Regions from separate parts of the Mus musculus genome. Here region 2 is linked to region 1. Evidence: chromatin contacts called from public HiCAR-type data. All regions are on one chromosome and are shown on one strand. The core of a region is the stretch at or near the end of the contact, and the rest is flanking DNA. Distances in the headings are between cores, read along the strand shown.

Region 1 (6,917 bases), core at 2,263-4,762:
TGAGCTTGATATGAGCTTTTGAAACCTTGAAGTCCAACCCTAGGGACAAACTTCCTCAGTCAAAGCCACACCTCTTAATCCTCTCAAGTCATGCCACACCCTGGTGACCAGCCATCCAAACATAAGAGACTCTGGGGGCCATTCATATTTAAAGATCCCTATTGTGAGGACTTTCTAATGCAGTGGTTTTCAACCTGTAGTTCATGACCCCCTTTGGGGGGTGAAATTTCTTTTCACAGGAGGTTGCCTAAGACCACTGGAAAACACAGATATTTACATTATGATTCTTAACAGTAGCAAAATTACAGTTTTGAAGTGGAAGTGAAAATAATTTTGTGATTAGGAGTTGGCACAACATGAGGAAGTGTATTAAATGGTTGTAGCAGTAGGAAGGTTGAGAACCATTGTTCTAAATACTATCCTGGAGTCTCTACAACAGCAGTAGACATGAGAACCCTTCTTTTCCTGTAATCCTAAGAGTGTGACTCAGATTGCCCCGTAGCTACCCACCTATCAGCACCACTAGCTTTGGCATCAGTGACAATAATCGTGTTCTCAAGTTCCTTTGAACTCTAAGACTCCATTTGATGGTTAGTTAATAAAAAGAAATTGCTCATTTTAATTGTAATTTTAAAATATTTTTATCTCTTGGTATACAATTTCTATACCACTTGGCAAACACTGTTTTTGTATAAGCTGTGCAAACTCTATGATCTATTATATTCAGAAGTAACTAATTGTTACCACTCATACTATGGGGTGATGTGTGTGTGTGTGTGTGTGTTTGTGTTGCTGGGAATTAAATCTAGGTCATCCAGCCTGTTAGGCAAGTGTTAAACTACTGAGCCATATCCCAACTCTAACTTGGTGTTTTAAAAAGTACCATGCAGTCACCATCAGAGAAGCTTCCTCCTGCAGCAGATGAGAATGAATACAGAGACCCACAACTGAATGATATGTAGAGAGTGAGAGACCTTGAAACAGTCACAATTGGGATGCTGTTATCAAACTCTTCCGCTGAGGGCTCAGGGAGTTATGCAGAAGAGGAGGCAGAAAGATTGTAAAAGCCAGAAGAGATAGAGCACACCAAGAAATCAATGCCTTCCAGACACAGCAGGACTGATGTCTGTGTGAACCCACAGAGACTGCAGTCGTTATGCACAGGACCTGCCTGCACAAGTTTAAGCCAGATGGGGTCCTGGTGGTGAGAGGGGAACTGGACACGAAAGCCCTCATCCTTAATCCAAAAGCTATCTCCAATTGACAACCGCTCATTAAGAAGAAATAAATAGTTTTCTCCATGGATTCTTACTGGGTATACAAATCACCCTTAAGGGAGGTCCCATGTGCGGCAGTAGATAGTCACCATGAAGCACACTTAATGGTCTTTTTGGAGATGTAGTGCCTCACAAAACTTTGTGCATTTTTTTAAAACCTCACTTGTCTTTTCCTTATTTATTTCTCTACCCATTTTATGTGTAATGGTGTGTGTGTGTGTGTGTTTGTGCTTTTTCTTTGCTTGTTTACATTGTCTGACTGTTTATTTTTAAAATTTACCTTTTTTGTTTCCAAAGAGATGGGGTGGGGGGTTGGGTGGGGGGGAAGAAAGCATGGAGTTGGATGGATGGGGTAGTGGGGAAGATCTTAGAGGACACGAAGGAGGGAAAACCACGTTCAGAATATGCTGTATGAAAAACCATTTTCAATAAAAAGAAAATAAAGTGCTGAGGATCACCATATGATGGTCTCTTATTTATATTTAATATTTTACTTCAAATAATCAAAGAAGGGAGGCTTGTGTATAATGCACTTTGTCTTTCACCTAAAACGTTTTTAACATTGTTTCTTGTAGACCCTCAGGCTTTCAGGAATAGATTCTTGATGTTAGTAAGGTAAGCTTGAGTTGTAATTCGTGTGATTGCTGGCACAAGCTTACACTGTGTGTTTCTGATCCATGTCCTTTCTGAGCTGGAGAGCTTTTTAAACACAGTGATTATTTTGTTCCCATTTTTGATTCTATATTGGGCATGTTGAGTGGGGTGACAAAATGGACAGCAGATCTTCAGGGAGATCTTGAACTTCAAAAGGGATGTCATACCATTGGGCACTTTCAGTTGTCTCTCATGGGAAGTACATTCATCTGTGGGGAAGAATGATGTGTCCAGATGTTTGAGTAGCCAGAGGCGACTATGGCTGATGCTATTAGTGTCTCTAGTATCTGTTTTGCCATTTTGTGCAGTGATATAACTATCAGCCTTTAGCTGCCATTTGCCCAAGCTGAAATGTTAGCTGACAGATTTGCATAGGCTTACCTAAAAGTTTCTATCTTTTTTTTTTTTTTTTTTTTTTTTTTTTTTTTTTTTTTTTTTTTACTTTTTGAAAAAGCTAAGGTCTTTTGATAGAGTCCTAGGCTGGTCTCAAATTCAATGCATAGCTCAGCCTGGCCTTGAACTCCAGACCTGTCTGTTTAGCCTTCCAAGTGCTAGGATTACAGATGTGTGCTGCCAGGCACAGCCTGAGAAGTTTTTCTTCCCTCTCCTTTCTCTGGCCCTTTTGGCTAGTGTGTGGATGTCATGTTAGTGAAGTGGTCATTTTATAAGCAGCACAGCAAACAGGTGATAGCTAGCAGGGTATTTAACATACATAAAATGTATACAGCTAGGCATCTTGCAGATAGTTTACACCTGTCTTATCTGTTACTTTTCTCACTTCTAGAACATTAGTTTCTTGGCAGCAGAAACACAGCTTTTCCACATCTGTCTGTCCAGGGTTTCAAACAGGGGCTGGAAAATCATATTAGTTTAGTAAATATTGTAGAAGGAACTGAATAAATATGAGAGAATGATCTAAAGGTAAAGCCTTTCTGCTTTAAAAAGTACAGAATTTACAAGTCCAAAGAAAGCAGGTTATTATACACAAGGGCTATATGGCAGGTGGATTGTCATGGCAATCAGTTTTAGATTAAGCTCTCTAGCCAGGCAGGAGTTCTATTGCACTGCAGCTGCCTCTGCTCTGTATGTTGCTTGGGTGATAAGCACTTGTGAAGGATTCTGTTGCTAGGACTCCATTAGGGGCTGGCAGGTCTCTCTACTGTCTCTTTCCATATAGCATGCATTTAAACACATCTAAATTAGTATTTTCAAGACTTCACAGGCACAATAGAGCTTAGGAGGTTGAGCAAGTAGCAAGAATGTTGAAGGTTGTGTTGCAACCGCAGATAGTCTTAGGTGAACCAATGGGACGAGGGACAACAGTGGTGCAAGTGCCTCCATCTCCCAGCAAAGACACAGAATCCTTTTGTTCCACTACCCTCTGCTCTTTTTGGCCAGGCTTTGACAGGACAAGGGCTGAGCTATATAGCCCGACCCAGGCGGGATCCACCATCACGCTCCCGGTTGTGCTTCTCTGAGTCGTGCTCCTATTCGGAGGGTGAAGGTGCTCGCTTCCTTTGCCCGTCCGGAGCCCGCCCATCCGCGGGAGCGCGCATGCGCCTCCCCTCCCCGCCTCCGTCGTGCGCGCCCCGCCCCCTCGCGCTGCCATACGCGGACGGCCAACATCCGAGGACTCCGGCCTTGAGTAACCTGCTCCCGTGACCTTTTCGCACCCCGCACGCCGAGGCCCGCGCGGCGCCCGCCTCGCCCTTGCGTGTCTGCCGCCCCTGCCGAACCCTGCGTTCCCCTGACCACGCGCAGCTGCCACCGCCACTCGTCATGGCGGCCCTCAGCAAGTCCATCCCTCATAACTGCTACGAGATCGGCCACACTTGGCACCCCTCCTGCAGGGTCTCCTTCCTGCAGATCACTTGGGGCGCCCTGGAGGAGTCCCTCAGGATCTACGCACCCCTGTACCTGGTGAGCAGGGCTGGCGCTGGTGCAGGTGCAGGGCCTCCCGGGGCTCGTTGCTTCTAGGTCAGCTTTAGGGGTGGTGAGAGGCCTGGGGGGAGTCCTAGGCGGAAGGAGGGGGAGGGGACCCCGATGGTGAACTGTCACTGGACACCTGTTGCTAGGATGGGGATGTGCTCTGGACAGGTAGGGTCAAGTGCCTTACACTTGATCGCTCTGAGAACCTGGATTCAGAGACTCTGTGATGGAGAGATGTTGGAGCTGTGTATATATTTAGTCAATGCATGCACACAGTGTCCCCTCAGCCCACTTTACCACTCTCCGGCCCCATTTTCATATGAAAAAGGGTGTTCTGTACACCCCCCCACCCCCACCCCAAGCCTGCTTAGTCACAGATTTTGTCCTTGTTTGAGATGACAGAGATGCCACTTGACGGTTTGTTCTTTCGTAAGTTCCCAGAGTAGATTCCTGGTTTGAGATTTTGTGCGGTGATTTCGTTGAAGGTGTTTTAGTGGCGTGTTGCTGAGGTCATTTTCTTATACAGATTTACAAGTAGGGAAGCTTAGAGAGAGTATCTGGAAACCTACCAGTAACATCGAGAACTGATAAAGATATCTTCTCCTAGTGAGTGCCACTGTGTGGGAGAAAATTCCCACATCCTGGCACTGAAGATGTGCTATTTGGCTACTGAAGTTCATTGTCATTTTCCCATTTGTCTGTATGCTGAGAAGGTAGACATCATTTTTGTATGTTTTGTATGTTTCCTAAAAGTTCGTTCAATACTCAATGAGTGATCCATTCTTATTTCTCATTGAGGTAGTAATTTGGGCTGATGACATCTTTGACAGTATGATTATGTTTGTAACTTAATGGAGAAGTCTAATTTGTAATTATAGACAGAACACAGGAAAAGACAGTGACTCCCTGAGAGGTTGCAGAAGCCAAGTTCCCTTTTCATGATGTAAACTGGTGCTTCCCCACTTTAATGTATTTTAAGGAAACCCCAGGGATCATGTTAGAATGGGATTTCTGATTCAGTAGGTCTTGGTGGGGGCTAGAGAGTACATTTCTGATAAAATCTAACGTAGTGTAGACACTGGGGAATACCAGCCTTGTTAAGTGAAGATCTAGAGCATTGACCAATATAGACGTTTATCTGTATCTATATACATACATTCCCTAAAGACTGTTGTTACTGGCTTTTCTATATGAATGCTGGCCAGCCATTGTTTTATATTTGTTACTATGTTATTATTATTTTGGTGTTGCTGGGATTCTAACCTGTTGTCTTGTACTTTCAAGATAAGAGTCCTGCTGTTGAACTCTGCCCCAGATTTCTGTAAACACTTATAAATACATTGGACTCTTAAACAGCCGTACAAGAAGACTCTTCTAGTCTGGGGACTTAACTTAGTGGCATGTTCAAGGTCCTGTGTTCTGAATCCTTGTCTTGTTCCTCCATCTCCTACCCCTCACAAAACAAAGGCAAGCAGAACTATTCCAGGTAATTTGTTCAAAAATTACTCTTAACCTCAAGGATTAGGAACTAGTTGAAGTGTTTATAATTTAATTTCTCCTGAAATCTATAGCATCATTCGTTCATTCATTCGACACATATTTGTGGAATGCCTGGTATTATATCTACAGCATAAACAATATACTGATTCTATTCAGTGTTAGGGGAATTCAGGGAAGCAACTGGAGCAGAGATTCTCCTACTCTAACAAGATAGGGTTGGTGGGGATCAAGAAAGGACTTGTGTCACTATTACATTTTCAACTAGATTAAATACTACTTGAGAACAAATTTCCTATCTTATGTTGCTGCTTATCAGTGGCTGTGAAGCGGTTAGTGAGAACTGACTTGTATTTTATTTTAAGTAAAGTAGAGATTAGAAAATTTTAGCTTATTTCAGGTACCAAGGCTAAGCAGTAGAATTTGACTTTGGCCCTGGTGTGTGTGTGTGTGTGTGTGTGTGTGTGTGTGTGTGTATGTATGTGTAAATGTGGTAAGATAATTAATTCACTGGTGACCTCCCAGTCCTGGGTTGCAGATATGCACCATCATGCATGGTTTATACAGCTCTCCTATCAAATGCAGAGGCTTATGCATGCTAGGTAGGCAGTCTACCAACTGAACTATAGCCCTAGGTCAGAATGTGTCTACAATATGTATTTTTTTTTTTTTTTTTGTCTTTCCTTTCTCCTCCAGTGCCACTCAGGAGTGAAGTTGACTGTAGTCCGAGTTAGTGGAATTTCATTTTGACTTTGAAAATAAGCTTGGGCATTTATTCATGGTGTAGATGTGTGGAGTGTGTATCCGTAGAGGGGGATAATACTGTGACCCCAGGGAGAAATCCAAGAGTTTGTAAAACCAAGAGCCTGTACATTGTATAAATCCAAAGACTTGAATGTAGTTGGGAACTATAATTCCTCTTGAACATTCTGTGTTTGCTTCTTCACACGTTTATCCTCTAGAGCTGCGACTCCATCTGCAGATTATCCTCACTTCATGCATAAGAAAACAAAAAATTAGAGCCATTAATCTTGCTTCGGGTAGTAAGAAAAAAAAGGATAAGCTTATGGTGGTTAAAGGAACACATGCTGCCTAAAGACAAGGAACCCTGCATCGCTCACTCTAGTTGGAGTTGGAAGGCCACTTAGGAGTTGATGTAGTTGCTTTACCTCGTGGTTGAGAGAGGTTTAGCTCACATGGAATCCCACCTGTGCATCACTTGCAGCGTGAGCAAAGGAAAAATCTCTGTTTCTAAGGTGCTAGAAGATAATTTCCCATGTTCTAGGGCTGTTGTTTGGACTTGGAGTGGGGTGGCAGTGTGTAGGAATAGCAAGTGACATAATAAGCCCCCAATGTGGTGGAGTTGCTATTGAAATCCTGTTAGAGCAGGCAGCTTTTATTCAGAACCAGTCATATGGGGAAGTTGTGAATGAGTTCAGGTATGAGTGGATAGGCTGGAGTAGTACAGGAGCAGGGTGGTATTTGGCATCTGCCAGAGAAAATGAAAGGGCAGTTTTAGAGGCATTATTCTCATTGGAAGACTCAACAGGACAGGAGGAT
Region 2 (6,917 bases), core at 2,858-5,357, 600 kb before region 1:
TTAAAACTGTTAGGAATAATAAAAAATGCAAGTTAGGAACTATTAGGGATGATTAAGAAATACAAGTTAATAGATAATAAATAGCAAAGAACACACAATGTTTGACAATTCAGATATACTACAGATAATAGTCTTCAAAAACCTCAGAGGTCAACAGAATATGGCATTTAAAGATGCTTTCTTAATTAAAGATCTTTTTGACTATGAGACATGTCAGCTCCTGGCAGCATCCCATTTAATTTGGAAGAAGATGATGAACATCAATAACCTCCATATGGAGGTGCTTCAATTGAGGCAAGCTGGCCACTGGGCAAAGAAAATGACCATGTCTCAATTACAGAAAACATGCTGTCCAGAAAGGACAAATGGATACAGGAAGTTGACTGCTGGACTCTGGCAATACAAGGTATTGCAAGCAAGTTCTTCATAATTCCTGCTTCATAAATATGGCTGCCATATATACTGCCACATATACTGTCTGTCAATTCTTAGGCTTGAAGGCTGCTTGCCTACACTTTCTGTATACTCAGGTATAATTTATTCCTTCTCAGGTCTCTGATGAGCTTGAAAACTTGATAGTTAAAGTCTGAAAATTAAGCTTGAGTTATTTAGAATTTAAGAAGATGTGTTAGTCTAAAAAGCTGTTTTTAAGTTGGTAATACAAGTTGAGTTAGGTACAAAAACTTTGAATACACCAAGATATGATAGATAATAGAAAAAGTTCCCTAACTGCCAAATACTATACATAGACTGGACATTTTAAATATATATCATACCTTACAGTTTTCATAATTGTTATAATTGTATTCAATTTATATTTGGAAGAAAAGGAACCTTTTATTAGACTAAAAGGGGGGAATTGTAGAGAGAATATCTTGTTGTATGTATGTATGTATGTATCAGCTGTCAATTAAAAACCTATGGCCTATAAGAAAGGGTAGAATAGCAGGAGGAATACCGGGGAGGCAGAAAGGATTCTGGGATAGAGCTAGGTGTGGGAGATTAGCCGGGGAAGCTGTGAGGAGTACAGACACATGGTGCTTGAGCAAAGGTACTCAGCCATGTAGCAGAATATATGTAGGAAGCCGCCCTCACATTCGCCGTTACAAGATGGCGCTGACATCCTGTGTTCTAAGTGGTAAACAAATAATCTGCGCATGTGCCAAGGGTAGTTCTCCACCCCATGTGCTCTGCCTTCCCCGTGACGACAACTCGGCCGATGGGCTGCAGCCAATCAGGGAGTGACACGTCCTAGGCGGAGGATAATTCTCCTGAAAAAGGGACAGGGTTTCGCCTTTTTGCTCTCTTGCTCTGGCTCTTGCTTCTTGCTCCTGAAGATGTAAGCAATAAAGCTCTTGCGCTCTTGCTCTCTTGCACTCTTGCTCCTGAAGATGTAAGCAATAAAGTTTTGCCGTAGAAGATTCCGGTTTGTTGCGTTCTTCCTGGCCGGTCGCGTGAACGCGGGTAAGAAATATAGATTAGAATAAACGGGCTATTTTACATTATGATCTAGTCAAAGTCTGAGTCTTATTTCTGGGAGCACGGGGCTAGGAGGAAGAATCAGACCTAACTCTACAGATATCTAATGTGGAGAAAGGTTACTAAATTATTGTCTCTAATTCTCTGTCCAATCTAGAACTAAAATTATCTACCAGAAAATGGTAAAAAAAAAAAAAAGCAAGTCCTATATAATAAAGACTAAGACTAAGTTAATTAATTAATAAACAGCTAGAGATCATTACAAAGTTTCTAAGCTAGCCAGCTCTCAAGCTACTAATAAGATTGTCTTATAAGGAAAGGAGCAACAATCAAATGCACATCACAGACAAATGAAAACGTTGCCTAAGAACATATAAGTTGAATAGTATGAGTTGCTCCTAAAGTCAGAACATGCACAGAACCCAAGGTGGGAAGTTATACAGGAAACCCTGCAAAGTGAATCACTGACACTGAGCGGGAGTCTACCCACTATTTAGTATTTCACAGGTAAGAACCATCAAAGCGACCCTATTAGGTAAATCCTGATAATATTCCATTTTAAAAATGGTGAAAGCCGGGCATGGTGGCGCACGCCTTTAATCCCAGCACTTGGGAGGCAGAGGCAGGCGGATTTCTGAGTTCGAGGCCAGCCTGATCTACAAAGTGAGCTCCAGGACAGCCAGGGCTACACAGAGAAACCCTGTCTCGAAAAAAAAAAAAAAAAAAAAAAAAAACCAAAAAAAAAAAAATGGTGAAAAAGAGACAAGAGAATGTTAGGTTAGCCAGTGTATCATGCAGCTGGTAAATGCCTGAAGTGAACAGAAGCAATCTGACGGCCAGTGGTCTTACTACGTACATCCTTTCTAGTCTAAGTTCAGGAGGCAGAGGCAGGCGGATTTCGAGGCCAGCCTGGTCTACAGAGTGAGTTCCAGGACAGCCAGGGCTACACAGAGAAACCCTGTCTCGAAAAACCAAAAAAAAAAAAAAAGAAGAAGACTTGCACTGTTTGCACTGGGGAAGAGAGACCTGTTATGGCTGGTGGTCCATGCTCAGATAGATCAAGCTTCGAAAAGACTGTGTTCTTTCCTCATGCAAAAGGCACAGGGATTAAAGCTGAAAAAGGGAGAATGAGTGCGGTGGCGGTGGCGGTCGATCCTTGGTGCTACTTCCTTTAGATAATGTTTTGTGTTTCCAATGAGCCTTTTCTGGAAATGCATCCAGAACTCAAAGGACAAGTCAGTCAGTTATGGGGCTGTGTGTGTGTGTAATGCCAGCCCTCGGGAGGTGGAGGAGAAGGATCAGGAATCCAGTATTATCCTCGACTACACAGCACGGTCCAGGCTAGTCTAAATTATGCAAAACCTTGTCTATTTAAAAAACAAACAAACAGAGAGACAAATAAATGAATAAAAACAAACAAACAAACACCAATCCCAAAAGATGAGCAGCAGTGTCACACACTTTTTTATTTTTTGGCTTTTTGAGACAGGGTTTCTCCGTGTAGCCTTGGCTGTCCTGGAACTCACTTTGTAGACCAGGCTGGCCTCGAACTCAGAAATCTGCCTGCCTCTGCCTCCCATGTGTGGGATTAAAGGTGTGCGCCACCACGCCCAGCTAGTATCAGATACTTTTAATTGTAGCATTTAGCAGGTAGAGGGAAGCAGATCTGAGTTTGATGCCAGTCTGGTCTAGAGTGAGTTCCAGAACAGCTCAGGCTACATCGAGAAACCCTGTCTTGGAAAACAACTCCCCAAAGTGAGAAAACTTAGATTATTATTTTTTTTAAAAGGCATTTTTACAACAAAACTCCCTAAGCAGCACCAGACCCTATTCTTAGTGGCAGTTATCAATTAATTCATCATTTAATCCTTCCAGCAACCCAATAGGTCTATTTGTCTCAGTTTGCAGATGATTGACTGATGAAGCTGTTATATAGCTTGCCTACAGTTGTACAGCACATTAGTTGGGGCGGGGAGGAAGCACAAGTGAAGCACTACAAGAAATATAAGCAAGAACACAACTACGTGTTAAAACTAGTATTTAGTGGGGAAAAGGACTTCTGGACCTCTATAGCTTTAGTGGTCCACGCCTATAATTCCAGCAATTGGAGGCTGAGAAAGGAGTGCACAAGTTCGAGGTCTACCTGGGCTAGGTAATAAGACACTGCCATAAAAATGAGATAAAAATATATTAACATTTTTGATATAATGTTTGTCAGGAAGAATGCAGTAAGTTGGTTGCAACTTGAATTTACGCTCCAAAAATCAATTTTTCAAGCTTCCGGGCAGGTTATGCCGAACCAATTGCCCTCCGTATAAAACGGAGATAATATTTATCCCATTAAGCTTTTGAAAGGAGAGGCTGGGTGAAACGATTCTGGCAAAGGCGTATTGTTACTCCTAAAATGTTACACAACCGCCAGAAAGGTCTTCTCCCAGCACCACCTTTAGAAACTTTGACTCACACAGGCACGGAAATCATGTACTATCAGTAGTAACTTTCAAATTCTCCCGGCTCGCCCTCTGGGAGGCTGGCGCACTGCACTATGGGATTTGTAGTCTTAGCGCGATACCAGCTCCTCCTTACTACCTTAGAAGGAGGAAATGGGTGTAATGACCCGGAAGTACTCGTTCCGGAGAGGCGTGCAAGTTAGGAAGGAAGGGTCAGAGGTCGCCGGCCCAGATGCGTTCCTGTGTTGTTATGTAGTGGAGGGTCACGTTCCTTCCTGCAAATTCTGGAAGGTTCTTGAGTTCAATTAGGACAGTGGCTGCGGAATTCCTGGTGTCCGGCCTGAGGTGCCCGCTGGCCTAGCAGAGGCGCCGAGGGCGCTGCCATGTTTGGCTGCCTGGTGGCGGGGAGGCTGGTGAGGATGGCCCGGGCGGTGGCAGGAAGGGGTCGGTGACTGAGAGCTGGGTGGTGGCACGGTGCACGGCGCTTGGAACGCGGGGAAACCTGGTCATTGTGCTTTTTTTCCTGGGCGTGTGCGACGGACGGGCAATGGGACGCTGGCCCCACTCTTAGCTGTGTTTGCGAGGCTGTCAGGATGTGACTGCATTTTGTTGAGTGCGGATTTTGTTCCACCTGCTGGGTTGAGTGCTGTAGTTACTTGTTAATTTCAGCCTTCTGTACGGCATTTCGCCGTAACCGTGGTAACTCGTGAGCTAGTCTTTCTCTCTTTGCTGTTCAGGAACGTACACTCAGTAGATAGTGTAGTAATTACTCTTGTAAATTGATAATGCTACTTAGAAGTAAAGCTGAGATTTGTAATCTAAAGCTAAGTGGTTTTCGGAAAAATTCAATTTTCCGGACAATGAAGGTGTTTTGTTTTGTTTTTCCTTTTTGGTGTCTTTGGAAGGCCCCCCCCCCCCTTTCAGAAGTTTACCGACCCAGTTTAAAATACAATAATTGCAAGTTGCTTAATAGAAATGACTGAAATTTAGGTGTGAGCCGTACCTGTGATAACTAAAGGATTCGAGTACAATGCTTTCTTTTTGGTCAGAGAGATGCCCTTGCTTAGCCAGAGCCTTAGAATGAAATGAAATGAAATGAGTGCGGGAGTGGTTGAGGAGTAACCAGAGTGAATCTTGTTTGCTCTTTAGAAACCAGCGATGTATCCGTCTTGAGACGTGACTCCTTTCTCTTTAGAGCTATTCTTGTTTTGTTTCTCCTTGTTTTGTTAAATACTGCAACCTCTTTGTTAAATTGTGCCTCACGTGTGGTAAGCGAGAGCTCCACGCCTCCGTTTTCACCAGCTTTTGATAATGTATTCTATACACGCTGCTCTTAAGAAAAACACGTGGTTCCAAGAAACCATGGACTTCTGTCTGCAGTGAATGGGAGGCTCCTGTGGAGGTGAGGTAGTGCTAACCCTGGTCAATAGCTTTTGGAATGTCCCAGTAGGAGCTCTGGGGTTTGGAAGATGAAAGAAACAATTTGAGAAGAACGTGTTCCTCAGATGTCTGCCATTAATAAAGCCCAGCTTCGTGTCTTACACCTGTATTTCCAGCTCTTCAGAAGGCTGAGGGAGGAGACCCACAGTTGCAAGGCTAGACCCTGGCTCTAAAACAGTGGTGGGGTAGTTCAGTAGTTAAAACACTTTTTTCCTGTCTTTTTTGAGACCGGTCCTTCTCTCTGTACGCCTGGCTGGCTGTCCTAGGACTCTGCAGACCAGGATGGCCTTGAACTCAGAGATCCAAGTGCTGGGTTAAAGGTGTGTGCCAGCACAGCCAGCTCAGAATTATTGTAAGCCCAAAATGTGGCCTCAAACCCCATTACCACAGAACGAAACAAACCAATGAAACCCTATGTAGAGTCTGTGTTATGTTGTGAGCTAATCTGGAAGGGAATTTCCGGCTATATGCTTTATTTGCCCAACATTAAATTTATATGATAAATATCCAGTGGATATTTCTTTAAGACAAGATTTTTTTGGGGGCTTGGAATTGTATATCATTAGACATAAATGAAAATGAAGGACAAATAGAACTACTAGCATCTCAGAACTTAACTCCATTCTTTTGCTAGAAAAACCACCTATTGAAACTTACAAACCTAATTTTCATTCTTTGAGTCTTTTCTTTTTCCTTTTATTTCTATAAGACAGGATTTCTCTGTGTAGTTCCAGGTGTCCTGGAAGTTTGCTCTATAGAACGGGCTAGCCTCAAACTCAGATCTGTCTACCTCTGCCTCCCCAGTGCTGGAGGATTAAAAGCCTTCGTCACCACAACCTTAGGTTTTTTTTATAACATTTATTTATTTGATATATTTAAGTACACTGTAGCTGTCTTCAGACACACCAAAAGAGGGCATCAGATTCCATTACAGATGGTTTGTAAGCCACCATGTAGTTGCTGGGAATTGAACCCAGGACCTTTGGAAGAGCAGTCGGTGCTCTTAACTAGCCCTAGGTTTTTTTGTTTTCTTCTTAAGGAAAAAGAACTCAAAGAAAGGAAAGATTCTCCTACCCCCATTTTTTGTTTAATTAAAGTCAAGGATTAGACTGTGTAGTTGGATATGGTGACACACAGCTGTAATTCTAGTACTTGGGAGGTGGAGACAGGAATTTGAGGTTGGTCTTGATTGACTATGTAGATCACTCAAGGCCAACTTGGGCTACCTGCATAAGATCCTGTCTTTTAAAGGGGATTGGAATGTGGTACACATTTACAGAATGTCTCTTGCCTGTGCAATAAAAGTTGAAACAAATACTTATTTTGCCTTATGGTTATTTCCATGTCTGTGAATACTATAGCTTCTCACACCTTCCAAGAAATATAGGTGCTAAAACTTGGCGAAATTGAATTTAGCACTATAGGAAATTTTGGATTATATTTTTGCTTTTTTTTTTTTATGGTGGAAAATTTTAAGTTGGGTCAGTAAATTTCCTAAAAGGGAATCAGAACTTGACCTTAAACACCCAGTCCTAGTCAAGTCAGTTA

Evidence for each region. HiCAR-type assays count read pairs that join an accessible place to other places.
Region 2: a HiCAR-type map of astrocytes shows a contact between it and region 1, with 2.7 times the contacts expected there. The contact joins the promoter of Hikeshi here to the promoter of Tmem135 in region 1. A contact is called at or near these places in 1 of 39 promoter capture datasets (pre-B cells) and 2 of 115 datasets of contacts at active chromatin or transcription factors (astrocytes and bone marrow-derived macrophages).

What each region holds. Positions count from the first base shown.
Region 1 is chr7:89,335,382-89,342,298 of GRCm38.p6, reverse strand. It overlaps Tmem135 (transmembrane protein 135), which reads left to right and starts at 3,512. Exons shown (of 15, transcript NM_028343.5): 1 at 3,512-3,851. The coding sequence starts at 3,711.
Region 2 is chr7:89,938,394-89,945,310 of GRCm38.p6, reverse strand. It overlaps Hikeshi (heat shock protein nuclear import factor), which reads left to right and starts at 4,107. Exons shown (of 5, transcript NM_026304.3): 1 at 4,107-4,342. The coding sequence starts at 4,313.